2 separate regions of the Mus musculus genome follow, and region 1 is linked to region 2. A link is a contact called in public promoter capture Hi-C data. All regions are on one chromosome and are shown on one strand. The core of a region is the stretch at or near the end of the contact, and the rest is flanking DNA. Distances in the headings are between cores, read along the strand shown. Region 1 holds the start of Fads6 (fatty acid desaturase domain family, member 6). Region 2 holds the start of Hid1 (HID1 domain containing).

The links. Capture Hi-C pulls out chosen DNA fragments and counts their contacts.
Region 1: a contact with region 2 is called in a promoter capture Hi-C map of pancreatic islet. The contact joins the promoter of Fads6 here to the promoter of Hid1 in region 2. A contact is called at or near these places in 14 of 39 promoter capture datasets (the 3T3-L1 cell line, 3T3-L1-derived adipocytes, embryonic stem cells and 9 more), 8 of 484 Hi-C or Micro-C datasets (CD8 T cells, ECoMG myeloid progenitors, Th1 cells and 4 more), 5 of 115 datasets of contacts at active chromatin or transcription factors (effector CD8 T cells, embryonic stem cells, intestinal villus epithelium and 1 more) and 4 of 9 other capture datasets (adipose tissue, liver, macrophages and 1 more).

What each region holds. Positions count from the first base shown.
Region 1 is chr11:115,295,186-115,301,945 of GRCm38.p6, reverse strand. It overlaps Fads6 (fatty acid desaturase domain family, member 6), which reads left to right and starts at 4,384. Exons shown (of 6, transcript NM_178035.5): 1 at 4,384-4,632; 2 at 5,242-5,408. The coding sequence starts at 4,470.
Region 2 is chr11:115,363,497-115,370,769 of GRCm38.p6, reverse strand. Hid1 (HID1 domain containing) reads left to right here and starts at 3,014. Exons shown (of 19, transcript NM_001346774.1): 1 at 3,014-3,226. The coding sequence starts at 3,161.

The sequences.
Region 1 (6,760 bases), core at 3,135-5,634, 70 kb after region 2:
TTAAAATTTATTTTGGGGTTTTCAAGATAGGGTTTCTCTGTGTAACCTTGGCTGTCCTAGAACTACCTCTGTAGAGCAGGCTAGACTCCAACTCAGAGACTTTCCTGCCTCTGCCTTCCAAGTGCTGGGACTAAAGGCCACCACCACTGGCTAGCAAGAAATTTATTTATTTATTTATTTGCCTTTATTCTGTTTAACTACGAGGCTCATTGTTTGTTCTGCCCCTCCACACCCCCATATCAGGAATTAAGTTCAGGGCCTCATGCATACTACCCAAGTACTTTCCCACTGAGCCACGTATCCTGCTCTAAATACTTTACTTTTAAAATATTTTTCATTTTAGGGCTGGAGAGATAGTTCTGTGGTTAAGAGCACTGGCTGCTCTCCCAGAGGTCATGAGTTCAATTCCCATCAACCACATGGTGACTCACAACCATCTTTGTAATGAGATCTGGTGTGTCTGAAGACAACATCTTCTGGAGTGTCTGAAGACAGCTACAGTGTACTCATAAATAAGATAAATAAATAAATCTTTAAAAATATATTTTTCCTTTTAAAAAGATTTACTTATTTTATTTTGTGTATTTGAGCATTTGGCTGGATGTATGTTTGAGTGTGTGTGTGTGTGTGTGTATGTGTGTGTGTGTGTGTGTGTGAGAGAGAGAGAGAGAGAGAGAGAGAGAGAGAGAGAGAGAGAGAGAGATGCCTTTGGAGCTCAGAGAAGAGAATTAGATCCCCTGGAACTGGAACTATGGGTAGTTGTGAGCCACTGTTTGTGTGCTGGGAACGGAACCCAGGTCCTCTACAACACACAGAAAAAACAAGTGCTCTCAACTGTTAAGTCCTAAACTATTTTATTTAAAAAACAGAATTGCATAGACTGGAAAAACGGCTCAACCATTAAGAGCTTGTATTGCTGTTACAGAAGACCTGAGTTGGGTTTTTAGTACCCATGTCCGGCAGCTCACGACTGCCTGTAACTGCAGCTCCCGGGGTTCTAGTGCCCTCTTCTGGTGCCTGAAGGTATCTGCACTCATGTGCACATGCCCCCCCCCCCACACACACACATACACATAGACAAAACCACAGAGAGACAGGCATACACACACAGACACACACAGAGACATACACAGACACATACACAGTGCTAAAAAATAAAATGAAATCTTTTTAAAAAAGATTTATTTATTTTATGCATATGAGTACAACATAGCTGTCTTCAGACATACCAGAAGAGGGCATCAGATCCCATTAAAGATGGTTGTAAGCTACCATGTGGTTGCTGGGAATTAACTCAGGACCTCTGGAAGAACAATCAGTATTCTTTTCTTTCTTTCTTTCTTTCTTTCTTTCTTTCTTTCTTTCTTCCTTCCTTCCTTTCTTCCTTTCTTCCTTTCTTCCTTTCTTCCTTTCTTCCTTTCTTCCTTTCTTCCTTTCTTCCTTTCTTCCTTCCTTCCTTCCTTCCTTCCTTCCTTCCTTCCTTCCTTCCTTTCTTTCTTTCTTTCTTTCTTTCTTTCTTTCTTTCTTTCTTTCTTTCTTTCTTAAGATTTATTTATTTATTTTATGTATTTAGTATTGCTCTCTTCAGACACACCACAAGAGGGCATCAGACCACATTGCAGAGGTTGTGAGCCACCATGTGGTTGCTGGAATTTGAACTCAGGACCTTCGGAAGAGCAGACAGTACTCTTACCTGCTGAGCTATCTCACTAGCCCATGGACATATGTTTTCATTCCTGTCGGGCAGCTGCCTGGGAGCTGAATTGCTGGGTCATACCGTGGGTATATATTCAACTTCTACAAAAGTGTCATTGGGTTAGTGACACTTATCTGTAATTCCAGCACTTGAGAGGCTGAGGCAGGAAGATTGTGAGTTCAAGGACAGCCTCAGCTACATGGTGAGACTCAATTTCAACAAACCAAGGGCTAGAGTTATTATAGTCCAGTGATAGGCTTGCCCAGCAGGTGCAAGGCCAAGGTTTGGATTCTCAAGCCACAACAGAACAAAACAATACCCAAAGTCCTGACAGTTGGTAGCCCAGTTGCTGTGCAGTCTTCCTCAGAACTGAGTTTTGACATTCATTTTAGGCATGTTTCCTGGATGTGTTCATGTTTCCCCAGGCTACTGACCTGAAGCCTGCTGGTCATTTGTGTATTTCTTTGTGTATTTCACAGGCTGTTTACATCTCCTCTGTCCCTGTACATTTTACAGCCTCAGCCTCTTCTCCTGCCATGGTACCTTTTTGCTTGGCTATCTTGAGACATTCCTTAGATTCTTCTTCATCTCTTCCTGATATAGACAAGCCTCCCTAAACACATTACACAATCCCCTCCCCTGGTCTAAAGCCCATGGTGGCTCCTGTAGCCTCTAGAGATAAGCCTCACCATCTCTACCTGCCAGTCAAGATACCTCCAGCCCCTGGTACCAGTCTTCCTTTCCTGCCTTCCATTGATTTTTCTCTGCTCTTGCCCCTCCCCCCGCACCCCTATGCCTTGAGAACGTAGAATACCCTGTGCCTTTCCTCAGTCAAAGCCCTTCAAACCAAGCTCAGCCATCTCCAGAAAGCCGTTGGCTCACTCCACCTCACACGCTGTCGGCCTCCCCCAAGCTCCTCTTTACTTTTGTAAAAATTGTATTTTCTCTTTTCGAGTCTTTTGCCTCCGTGCACATATGTCCACCACAGATGGGTCAGAAGAGGATGTTAGATTCCCCCCCCCCCCCCCCGGAAACTAGGGTCACAGAGGATTGTGAGCTGCCATGTGGGTTCTGGGAACCAGACCGGCCCTCTGCAAGAGCAGCAGGTGCTCTTAACTGCTGAGCCATCTCTCCAGCCCCCTCCTGCCAGCTCCTGACATCTTCGCAGCCTTTTCCCCCTTTAGATTGCTATTAGTGATGTATACCAGGGTAGCTGCGGCTTGGCAGCAGGCTTGGAAGTACCAGGAACTTCTATTTATGATAAAGGCGGTAGGATCCCTCTATGCCCCCAATTAGTCCCCCAATTAATCAAATCATACTATTCTCACTTCTAAAACTTGTGCATCTTCCTCCCTAAAAATTCTACTCTTGTGGTGGGGACTCTGGGTGGGACATAATGAGGGAGACTGGCGGTTCCCTTTCTCTGTCTAAAACAAGAGAACTGGACTTGGAGTTTAGCCATTCGGTAACTCTGGGGCCTGTCTGAGTTTGATCCCTAGGACCAAGATGTTAGAAAGAAAGGTCTGAACTACACAAGTGGGTGTCATTTTTACAGGGTGACATGGGAATACACAAAGCCTAGTAAATGTCTAGAAGTGGAGGACACGGGTCTGCTCAGGACCTCTTGATCCTGTCCCTTCAGAAAGAATGTCAGGTCCCAGTATGTGGGATGCTGGGCAGGACAGTAGGTTTGAGACCAGCCTGGGCTACATGGCCAGTTGAGAGAATTGTGTAGCCAGAGGATGGCTTCACACATGAACTTGAAGAACATAGCTGAATCTGTGAAGGAGAGTACCAGGAGAGAAATTCAAGCCATAGCTCGCTCTCCCTCACTCGTGCCCTACTGCCCAAGGGTCTCCTGGGAAAACACACACAGGACTCAGTCGGGTTTTTTTTTTTTTTTAAAGGGCTTTGAAATGAAACTGGGGGGAGTACTGTGAAGATGTAAAGGGGGCAGAGAAGGGAGTCAGGCGCTTATCCTCAAAGGACCACGCCAGCTCAGTCACGCTGGTGACAGTTGCGTCAGCACCGATGTTAGGGGAAGAGGCATTCTCAAGTCTCATGCTTGTCCCAGGCCCATTCAGACCTGGCTGTCCCCATCCAGTGGAGCTGGAGAGACATTCTAGCAGTATGTCTGCCTACCCAGTGGTGAACTCAGGACATGTTTTCTCTGTATCTATCTACCCATTACCGGGCTGCAAAGCCACCTCCCTACAAGTCACTTCTGCTTAAAACCAGAGCAAACTCCCTCCGCCCCCATGTTAACTATCCTCTGAACTCCGCGTGGACACATCTACACATACAAATTAATAATTTAATGAGATAGAAATACTTGGGTTTGGGGACTAAGAACGCACAACGAACCCGAGATGGAGACTGAGAGGAGGTGGATGAACAGTTAAGGCCTTCGGGGGTCTGCTACTTTGTCCCAGTCCTGTTCCCTCTACCCCAGGTTGGTCCTTGTCTCAGGGTCATCTCCCCACCCCGCGCACCACTCTGGCTCCTCCCTCCCCAAGCTGCCCTGGTATCAAGGGCTGGCGGGAGAGGCTGCTTCTAGGCCCCGCCTAGGTCACGGGTCATGGCTGTGCGTGGCAGAAGGTACCCCGCGCCTCCCACGGTGACCTCAGGCTAGTGGTGTCCCAGCCAGATGCGTGACTCCGCCCCTCCGCTCCTCCCCTCCTCCCCGCGTGTTCTCTCCGGCGCAGCAACCGAGCTCACACCCGAATCCCGGGTCCTCCTCGCTTGTCCCCAGCTCGGTGAGTCCAGGGAACCCATGGAGACCGTTCGTAGTGCGCCTCCGGGGGACGGCGCTGCTGAGGCGCTGCTGAAAGAGCTGGAGCGTCAGGTGCAGGATGTGGTGCGGGCGAGCTCGTGGTGGGAGCGCCACGGTGTGGACTGCGCCATCCTCGCTCTCAGCCTGCTCGCCTTGCCGGCAGGTACGACGGAAACACAGAGACACGGGCTGCGGATGGGGGTGGCGCGGCTGAAGGTGGTGCAGGCTGGAAGGGAACCTCAGGACTTGAGGATCCTGGATCCCACCTCACTCTCCAAAGTCTAGCTGGGGGTGTTCAACTCATGTCCCGCTGGAGGTGGGAGGAAGTCCGATGCTTGAAAGTGGTGGAGGAAAAAGTTGCACAAGGAGCCGTGGGGAAGGGGAAAGTGAACCGGAAGAAGGGAAGAGCATGTTCTACAGGGGACACCGGAGATGGGATGAGTAGGACTGAGGAAGCCGGCTGCACATCTAGCGGTCTAATGGCTCTGTGACATCCAGTCCCCATCTCTGCTCTGGCGGGGGCTCAGGAGGGTGACCGGGCAGAACGAGGACAGCAAAATATCCTTGAAAAGCCCAGTGGGGATTTTTTTTGTGTGTTCCAAATCCCACGGAGAAAGTCAAACCACCCCTCTCAGGCCTTAGAGGAACCTGTCACAGGCCGAAGGCTGGCCCTCTTTGGCTCCGGATTTGGGAAAGTGTGTGTATGTGGGTCTGGACTCATATTTTCAAAAGGTGGCGAAAGATCCTGATCCCTGGTCCGTCCTCTTTGCAGGGTTCCTGTGCCTACGCGCCCATAATATCCTGGCCTTTGCCACGGGCATCACAATCTTGGGTGTGTGCCATTATACACTCACCGTCAAGGGCAGCCACCTGGCCACTCACAGTGCCCTCACAGAGTCCAAACGCTGGAGCAAGATCTTGATGATTTTCTTTTTGGAGGTGAGCCTGGCGGGATGGGGCAGTTGCTGGGCAACTCTGTGTGCCCATTCACATGGACAGGGAGCTGCCGCAGAGGGTGGGTAGATCCAAGTGTGTGGTGTGCAATACAGAGGGAGTGTGCATGTGCGTGTGCGTGTGCGTGTGCGTGTGTGTGTGTGTGTGTGTGTGTGTGTACCCGTGTATTCATCCAAGGCCTTGAGAGGAAGTTGGCGTTAATGAGCAGTTCGCATCCTATGTGTTCCGATATCTGTCGATGACGATGAACGTGGTTTATCTCATGATAATCTTGATAAAATTGACTGAGCAGCAGAAACATTTCTCCCCTCAAGGTATTCCTTGTCCTCCGACTCCTTTAGTCCTCGTCTTCTGTAGCACTAGGCCAAAGGTGGATGGAGTTTCTTCTTCCTTTCAGGAGGCCTCCTGCAGCTTGCCAGTTTTGCTCCGGGGCTGTGTTGCCTCACAGAAGCCTCCTGGTTCTGCAATCAGGGCTTATTGTCTGAAGGGGTGAACAGTGAGGTGGAGTCGGGGGTGTGTCAGGATGTTGGGGGGCAGTGTCACAGCGCTCCAGCTCTGCAACCTGCTCCACTTATGCCTGCTGATGGCTGAGCCATCTTGAGAAACTCTTTGCTCCTGTAACCTCCAGAAAGAACTCGGCTCCCTTCCTCCACCTCTCCTTCCTAGGCCTTCTTACCTGTGGGCCCACCAGGAAGGCAAAGGCCCCTGGACAAATCGTTCTTCAGGCCTTTCTAGATCCTCTATCAAACATGTTCTCTCTACTCCAGGGAACCCTCACCTAGCCAGCCGGGCCCCTTAGGGGTAGATGGAGAAGCTGCTAGGAACAGGAAAAGGTCTTACTCTGCGGACCAAGCAACACAATTGTTCTATCTTTCTATAAATTTATTTGTTTTGTACATGTGTGTGGAGGGTGTTGCATGAGGCATGGCATACCAGTGAAGGTCAGATGACAACATGTAACAGTTCTCAGTTTTGTTTGCTTTTTCTTTCTTTCTTTTATATATGTGAGTACACTGTCACTGTCTTCAGACACACCAGAAGAGGTCTTCGGATCCCGTTACAGATGGCTGTGAGCCACCATGTGGTTGCTGGGATTTGAACTCAGGACCTCTGGAAGAGCAGTCAATGCTCTTAACAGCTGAGCCATCTCTCCAGTCCTCAGCTTTCTCCTGCCACCTTTTGGGTCCTGGGATGCCGACCCAGGCCCTTAGGCTTGCCATTAAGTTTAACTCGCTGAGTGATCTTGAGAGTCCTTCTTTTTGTTTATGTGTAGATGTGAGTAACTGCCTGTCTATGTGTGCACTACATGTACACAATGACCATGATGGCCAGAGAGG
Region 2 (7,273 bases), core at 1,765-4,264:
CTGGCAGCTATTCCTTCCTTTGCCCCTTAATGGTCTCAGTAACCTGTTCCGACCCCATAGCGCTTCCCTGTGAGAAACCTCTCTCGAGTAATCCCTCCTCCATCTGTTTCCAGCCTGTCTAACATTCTCAGTCACCTTCCAAGCTTCAGCCTAGACTCTCCTCCTCAGCCACTTTCTTTCTTATCTAGCTCTACCAGGGCCCTGAGTAGAGATTGACTTTCAACGTCATAGCTCTCAATGTCTTGATTTATTGGCAGTAGAGACATGTACAGCTTAGGCCCTTGCCTCCTTCAATGGTACCCGGCACTTAATAGGATCTGAGTCAATGTCTGCCGGATGAATGATGGTTGAATTTAGAGAAAGGACTCCGGAGAGGGCCACAGGAGCCACTGACCAGTGAGTCTTTTATTCTGGCCACAAAACAAGGACATGACATGCTTTCCCATAGCCAAGAACCTTCCAGAAGATTGTCACATTGATAAGAAAAGAGTAATTTCTCTACGTGTTCAGAGGTCCAATTTTATTTACTGATGGTGCCTTTATGCAGACAGATTGTTTTCTGAAAGTGTTTACTATGAAAATGTTTACATGTATACAGTCGTAGAGAGACTGGTTTCCTGAGTTAGTTTCTTTGCCGCTTACAGCTTTTATTTTTCTTTATTTTTGTAGGGCTGGGGACGGAACCCGGCATCTCCTGCATGCTAAGCAGGCAATCTGTCAGCTAAGCAGCTCCCCATGTTCCTTGGCCTTCATTTTAAAAGTCCAGTTTATTGAGGTGCAGTTTATATACAGTAAAGCTCACTCCCTTGAGGCCTATTGTTATGAGAAAAATCAAACAGAAAGTTTTCATTGCCCCACTAAGTTCCCTCCTTATCTTTCTCAGTCCACCCTTCCCACCTCTGGCTCCCAGCAACTGCTGGCTTGCTTTCTGCTCCCACGGCTCCACCGTTCCCCGAATGTCTATAAATGATAATATAGTATATTATAGCCAGGAGGGGGGCAGTGTATAACTGTAATTGCAACACTGAGGAGGTGGAAACAGGAAGATCAGAAATTCAAGGCCAATCTCAGGTACATAAAGAGTTCCAGGTCAGCCTGGGCCACAGGAGATCCTGTCTGCAAATAAGCAAAGAAACAAGAAAACTTTATATTCAGCTAATACCTGATCCACCAACCAACTAAGCCAGAGGCAGATTAATTTCTGTTATCTTAGGCAAGCTGAAGATTGGAATTTGATAGTCTCACTGGGACTCTCTTGAAAGCCCACAGGTCAGTGGTGTTGGTGCCAAGTGCTGGTCCACAGATTCTCAGGTATTATTTGTTTGAGATGGGGTCTTGCTGTGTAGCTCTGACTGGCCTGGAACCAGCTATGTAGAACAGGCTGGTTTTGAACTCAAAGAGACCTGCCTGCCTCTCCCTCTTGTGTGCTAGAATTAAAGGCCTGTGTTAGCATACTTGGCTTGGTGCTATGCTTTTTTTTTTTTTTTTAAACTGAATAAAGAAACCATTCATTATCTCAGAGTGATTACAAAAAAAAAAGCCCTGGGGGCACACCCAGAATTTTGTAGGGACAACATACCTTTAGAGAAAAGCTAGAGCTACCCAATGCTGTGGCTTGTTCTGTGAGGTAGTGAGACCATGCCCTCTCTCTCTACCTCTACACCTGATCCAGCTGCCTTGATGGAGCATACTCCTTATTTTACAACTCCGGGATCCCCCTTTAGATTAAAGTCATGTTGTTTAGAACTATCCAGGATTCTCAGAAACTTCTAGACACAGTAACATGATTGTGTGAGGGGTGGGACACATACATCATACATGGCCCTGGCTGTCCTGCTGTCCTGGCTTGCTATGAGATATATATATATTAGATAAATACCAGATTATTTTGGATTTTGCCAATGCTGGTCTCAAACTCACTATTCACCAAGGATGACAGTCCCTCTTGCCTTCACCTCCTGAGTTCTGAGATCTCATATGTGGATCAACTATTTTTATTGGGTTGTCAGCTATTACTCTTAATTTAATAATTAGAGTGCTTGCCTAACATCCAAGAACCTCTTGGTTCAATCTACAGCACCCCATAATACCAAGGGTGATCATGGAACCTGTGACCTTGGTACTTGGGAGATGGATTAAAAAATTCATCACCAGTAACAGTGAGTTCGAGGCAAGCCTACGATAAACTCCTCACAAAACAAACACAGTGTACTAGGCTATACCATGGGTAAACTCCTTTCTTCTGAAACCAGGATCTGTGATGTTTATGTCATGTCCTCTACACTTCAAAGAGTTCTCAGGGAAGCCAGGGAGCTAGATAAGCGTCAAGACCCAAGGGATTTTTCACTGCTGAGCTGCCTTCCTGGAACAGGGACACTGAGTCAGCCCATCCTTCCACACAAGCAAGAGCTAAACCTTTTAAGGGTTAGAATAACTTCAAGGCTAGACACGTGGATTTGATAGGTCAGAAAGAGAAGCAAACAGAAAGAAAGGAAGGGAGGAAGAAAGAAAGGAGAGGAGAGGAGGGGAGGGGAGGGGAGGAGAGGAGAGGAGAGGAGAGGAGAAAAAGAAAAGAAAAGAAAGGAAAGGAAAGGAAAAGAAAAGAAAAGGAAAGGAAAGGAAAGGAAAGGAAAGGAAAGAAAAGAAAAGAAAAGAAAAGAAAAGAAAAGAAAAGAAAAGAAAAGAAAAGAAAAGAAAAGAAAAGAAAAGAAAAGAAAAGAGAAAAAGCAAGCAAGCTCAGATAGCAACAATAGTAGGAAAGCATGAACATCAGGTAGAGAGGATTGGAGGAGAAACTGCGGGTCTGAGCAGGAATGAAGAATGAAGGTGGAGGCAGGAGATGAGATACCAGGAGGGTTTCAGTCTTGCGGACTGAGGATCGAGGACAACACTCAGTTGCAGACGAAAGGACCAGGAGTTGGGTTCCACGGAGAACTCCGGACTTCTTCTTGGAGGCCTGAGCGGCAGGTGCAGAGGCGGGGCCTCGTGGGGGCGGATCTAAAGGCGGAGCCACAGGGGCGGGGCCGACGCCTGCGGCAGGCGGGGTTCGCAGCTTCGCTCCCCAGAGAGCAGCCGGGGCTGCGGAGCTGGAGCTGGAGTCACAGCCGGAGCCCGCGGCAGAGTCGGAATCCGGGGTCGGGCTGGAGCGGGGTCCATCGACATGGGATCCGCAGACTCCAAGCTGAACTTCCGGAAGGCGGTGATCCAGCTGACCACCAAGACGCAGGTGCGCCTGGGGGCCCAGCCTCTTCATCCACCTGCCGGCCCTGGGGGCAGGGCAGGGCCGGGGGGGCTGGGTGAACACGGTTCACCCGAGGGTGGGGTGACCGGCTAATCCAGAGGGGGATGCTGAAACAAGCACCGGAACGGGACTTTTCCTTTGTAACTAGGGCTCCATCCCTGCCTCTGGGAGCCCACCCTATGCCTACTCTCCCCTGGGAACACTCTCCCGGGCACTGCTGCTGCTGCCACCTTAGGCTGACGTGTGCCTACTCCTGGAGCCGGCGGCGACAACGTTATCCGCCCCCTGTCCCGCCCCCCCGGTGCCCGCAGCCTCGCTTAGCCAGCCTCTTCCCGCTCCCACCTACCCATCCATCGCCCCGCTGGTCTCCCTGCCCCTCAGTGCCCATGGTCCCGGACATACAGCCCCGGCTGACTCAATGCAAACAAAGCCGGGCCGGCGCCTGCCTGGGTTGGGGAAAACAGCTGGTGCGCGATGGCAGCGGTGGCAGCGGTGGCCTCTCTGGGCCCTGGCTGATGCCTGAGGGTAGGGAAGGCCCAGGTCTTCCTGGGAGCTCATAGAGTGGCAGGCAGCGGCAGCTGGGTAAGAGGAGCTGTCCTCAGGCCTAGGGAAGCCAGCTTTCCAGCTAGTGATGATCCAGGGGCTTCTCCAGGCCCGGTGGAGCTGATTGGCTGTGCTTTTTGGCACCCGGAATAGGGATTGGGGTTTCGGGGATGAGGAGATTATCATTGGTCTGTTGGAGAGGGAGCCATGGGTAACTCCAGTCCACACTCCCCCCCCCCATCCCCCGTGTCTACAAGTGTCACAGAAGCTGCCTCCTACCTTCAGCACACACCTCTTGACCCAGCAAGGTTCCTTCCCTGTCGTCCCTTCAATCTTTATTTCTGGAAACCAGGCTACTCTGGTTATGGAGATACCAGCAGCCTCTCCAAGGCCCTGCCTGTCAAAGGGCTCTGGACCTACTGCCATCTGGAACCCCACCCCCATCCGACTGTTCTCAGAGCTCTATATTGTTCTTGGCCAGTGTGAGTGGGATCAGGAGAGCTGCCTACCCACAACCAGCCAGTCACAGCCTCAGAGAGCCGACCACTACTCCCACACCCTGTTACCCACCTTGGGAAGGTCAGAGGCCGAGGAAAGGAATGCCAGGGCCTCTAGAGAGCCTGTTTCTATCTGAGGGGCACTTGGCGGAAACCAGAACTGCTTCTCTTTGCTTCCTGTGGCTTGTTCCAGAACCTCAGACGTGAGACTCTCCATCAGTGGGTAGCAGGAAAGGGTGGTGTGTGGTATTTTGCACAGTGTAGGGTGGTGAGAGCTGGGGGAGCGTCTCCCATGTTTGCCCTGCCTGGGGAGGGGCTGGCTTGCTGGAAGATGGTTTGGTGGGCTGAGCAGGTCCTTTAGCAGCAGGATTAAACCAGCTCTAGAAAGGTGGGCAGTGACCTGCTTAGGAACCCTCCCCCTGAATACTACATCAGTAGGTTTGTACCTGGTTGAGATAGTCTGTTCTCAGATGAAGACAGTTGCTTGGATCAGGGTCTAGAATAGATTGGAGACCCAGTGTGGACTACTCCCCTTCTTCCTCCCCCATCTTCCTCTTCCTCCTCCCCCTTCTCTTATCTCTCTTCTTCCTCTCCCATCTGTCTCCTTCTTTTCAGTTTATATTATTATTATTTTTGGTGTGTGTGTGTGTGTATACATGTGTATCATGTATATACATGAAGGTCAGAGGACAACAATGGGAGTCAGTTCTCTTCTTCCACTATGTGGGCCCTAGGGATGGAACTTAGGTTAGGCTTGGCAGCAAGCACAAATTATGTTTACCAAGCATTTTTACCAAGTGCCTTTACTGCTGAGCCATTCACTAGCCTGTGGGCCTTCTCATAAGCATGGGACTCTCACAAGTGGGTGGGGGCCAAAGCCTTGGACTCTAGTGATCAGCTTTGAGCAGCTGGGATTCAAGAATCTGGTCCGAAAAGGTCTTCCTGGACCTTCGAACTCAGTATCCCCAAGGGGCTGCAGATGTGATGGCCACAGGATGACCTCACTTCTAAGCCCTCCGAGGCTGTGCTTTGAGCAGTAGACAAGTGGACCTTACTGTAGCCTGGGTCTGAGCTCTTGCAGGTCAGCCTTCCCTGCCTTCCTGCCCTGCATCCTGTTTTCTTCCTGCCCTATTAGCCAGCCCTGGGCAGGGCTTAACCCTAACTCTGAGACCAGCCACATTCTTGACTCTTTCCTCACTTGGCTGGGGCCCCAGAGTGGGGCACTACAGGATCAGAGACTCTCCCCCAGATTCTGTTCATTGAGGATGCTCTGCTGCAGGCTAGGGTAAGAGCTGATAGGTGTGTGTTCACACGCATGCATGTGTGTGAGCCTAGAATAATACTTTGATCACCTGTCAGGACATATCGTCCTTATTGGGCTAGCTCAATGCTGGTTTTACCCCTTACCACTCCCACCCTAGAAGGAGACTGTGACAACCCCAGCTTGGGGCTGGAGAGATGGTTCAGTGGTTAAGAGGGCTCCAGCTACTCTTTCAGATGAAGAGTTTGGTTCACAGCACCCACGTTGGGGTGGCTCACAACTACCTGTGAGCTCTGGGGAGATCCAACACCTTCTGGCCTCTAGGGGCAGCCTCATGTATGTGTACACGCAGAGAGAGACACATATGCACATAAATAAAAAATAAAGTAAAAAAAATGTTAAAGCTACAGCTGGTCCCTCAGCCAATGCAAATGCCTAAGACCCAGTGGGATCAGGGGAGGAAGTGCAAGCTGAGGCTAACAATCATGAGGTCCTATGTTCAGTCTCCATAATGAGAGTGACTACAGGCTAGCCCCGGCTACATGAAAAAGGTGGGGGTAGATAGAAAGATAAATGCTTGTTTATGAAGGTTTTTTCCCCCCTCTGCTTCTAGGTTAGACCTCTAAGGCCCTCTTATGTCTCGTTTGGATTTCAGTTCCGAGGTGATGGTTGTCTAATGAACTAGGTCAGTGGTCAGCTCCATTTGTATTCAGCGGGGGCTTCGGCCCCTTTAAGGGATGCTGACTCCCTGAGAGGTGAGCTGAGTATTAGAGGCTTTCAGAGGTGCTCCTGATGAGGAGGATCTCCACAGGCCTTTCCTCTGAAATGTCCTTTCCCACTGCGTTCTGGCTCCAGGCCACCAGGACTGGTGAGGCTGAGGTCCAGCAAACCCCAGCTCCAGGGCCTCTCCTTTAGCCTTTGTTTACCTTTGGCTGACTTGCTCTACCAGTTCTGGGACTGAGGGTGCAGCCACAAGTTATCCTGGGGCTCCCCAGAATGGGGTGGAGGGTGGGCACTTTGGTGAAGCCTGCAGCCCCAGCCTTGGGTTTGGGCAGCCCCCTGGCACTCAGCCTTGTCAGGACCTCAGCTTCATCTGCCTCAGCTTTGAGAGCAGGGCCAATGCTGGGCTGCTGGGCTGTGAGGTGAGTGGATCTAGACCTGAGTCAGGAATGTGGGGTGTAGAAGTTGGGGCTGGAGGTTCCCAAAGGAGAGCATGCCTGTGTGGTGTAATGGTACACCCTGACCAAAGCAACTTGGGGTCAGGGCAGGAACTCCAACAGGGCAGGAACCTGGAGGCAGCAGCTGGTGTAGAGGCCATGGAGGGGGCTGCTTACTGACCTGCTCCCCATGGCTTGCTCAGCCTGCTTTCTTATAGAACTCAGGACCACCAGCTCAGGGATGACTCCATCCACACTAGGCTGGGCCCTCCCCGTCAATTACTAATTAAGAAAATGCCTCACAGCTGGATCTTATGGAGGCACATTGATTGATTGATTGATTGATTGAGACAGGGTTTCTCTGTGTAGCCCTGGCTATCTTGGAAGTGACTATGTAGTGCAGGCTAGCCTCAAACTCGGAGCTCCACCTGCCTCTGCCTCCCAAGAGCCGGGATTAAAGGCGAGCGCCACCACCGCCCAGCTGGAGGCATTTTCTTAATTGAGGTTCCCTCTTCGCAAATGACCCCAGCCTGCATCAAATTGACATCAAACTATCCATCCCAGCGGAGAATTC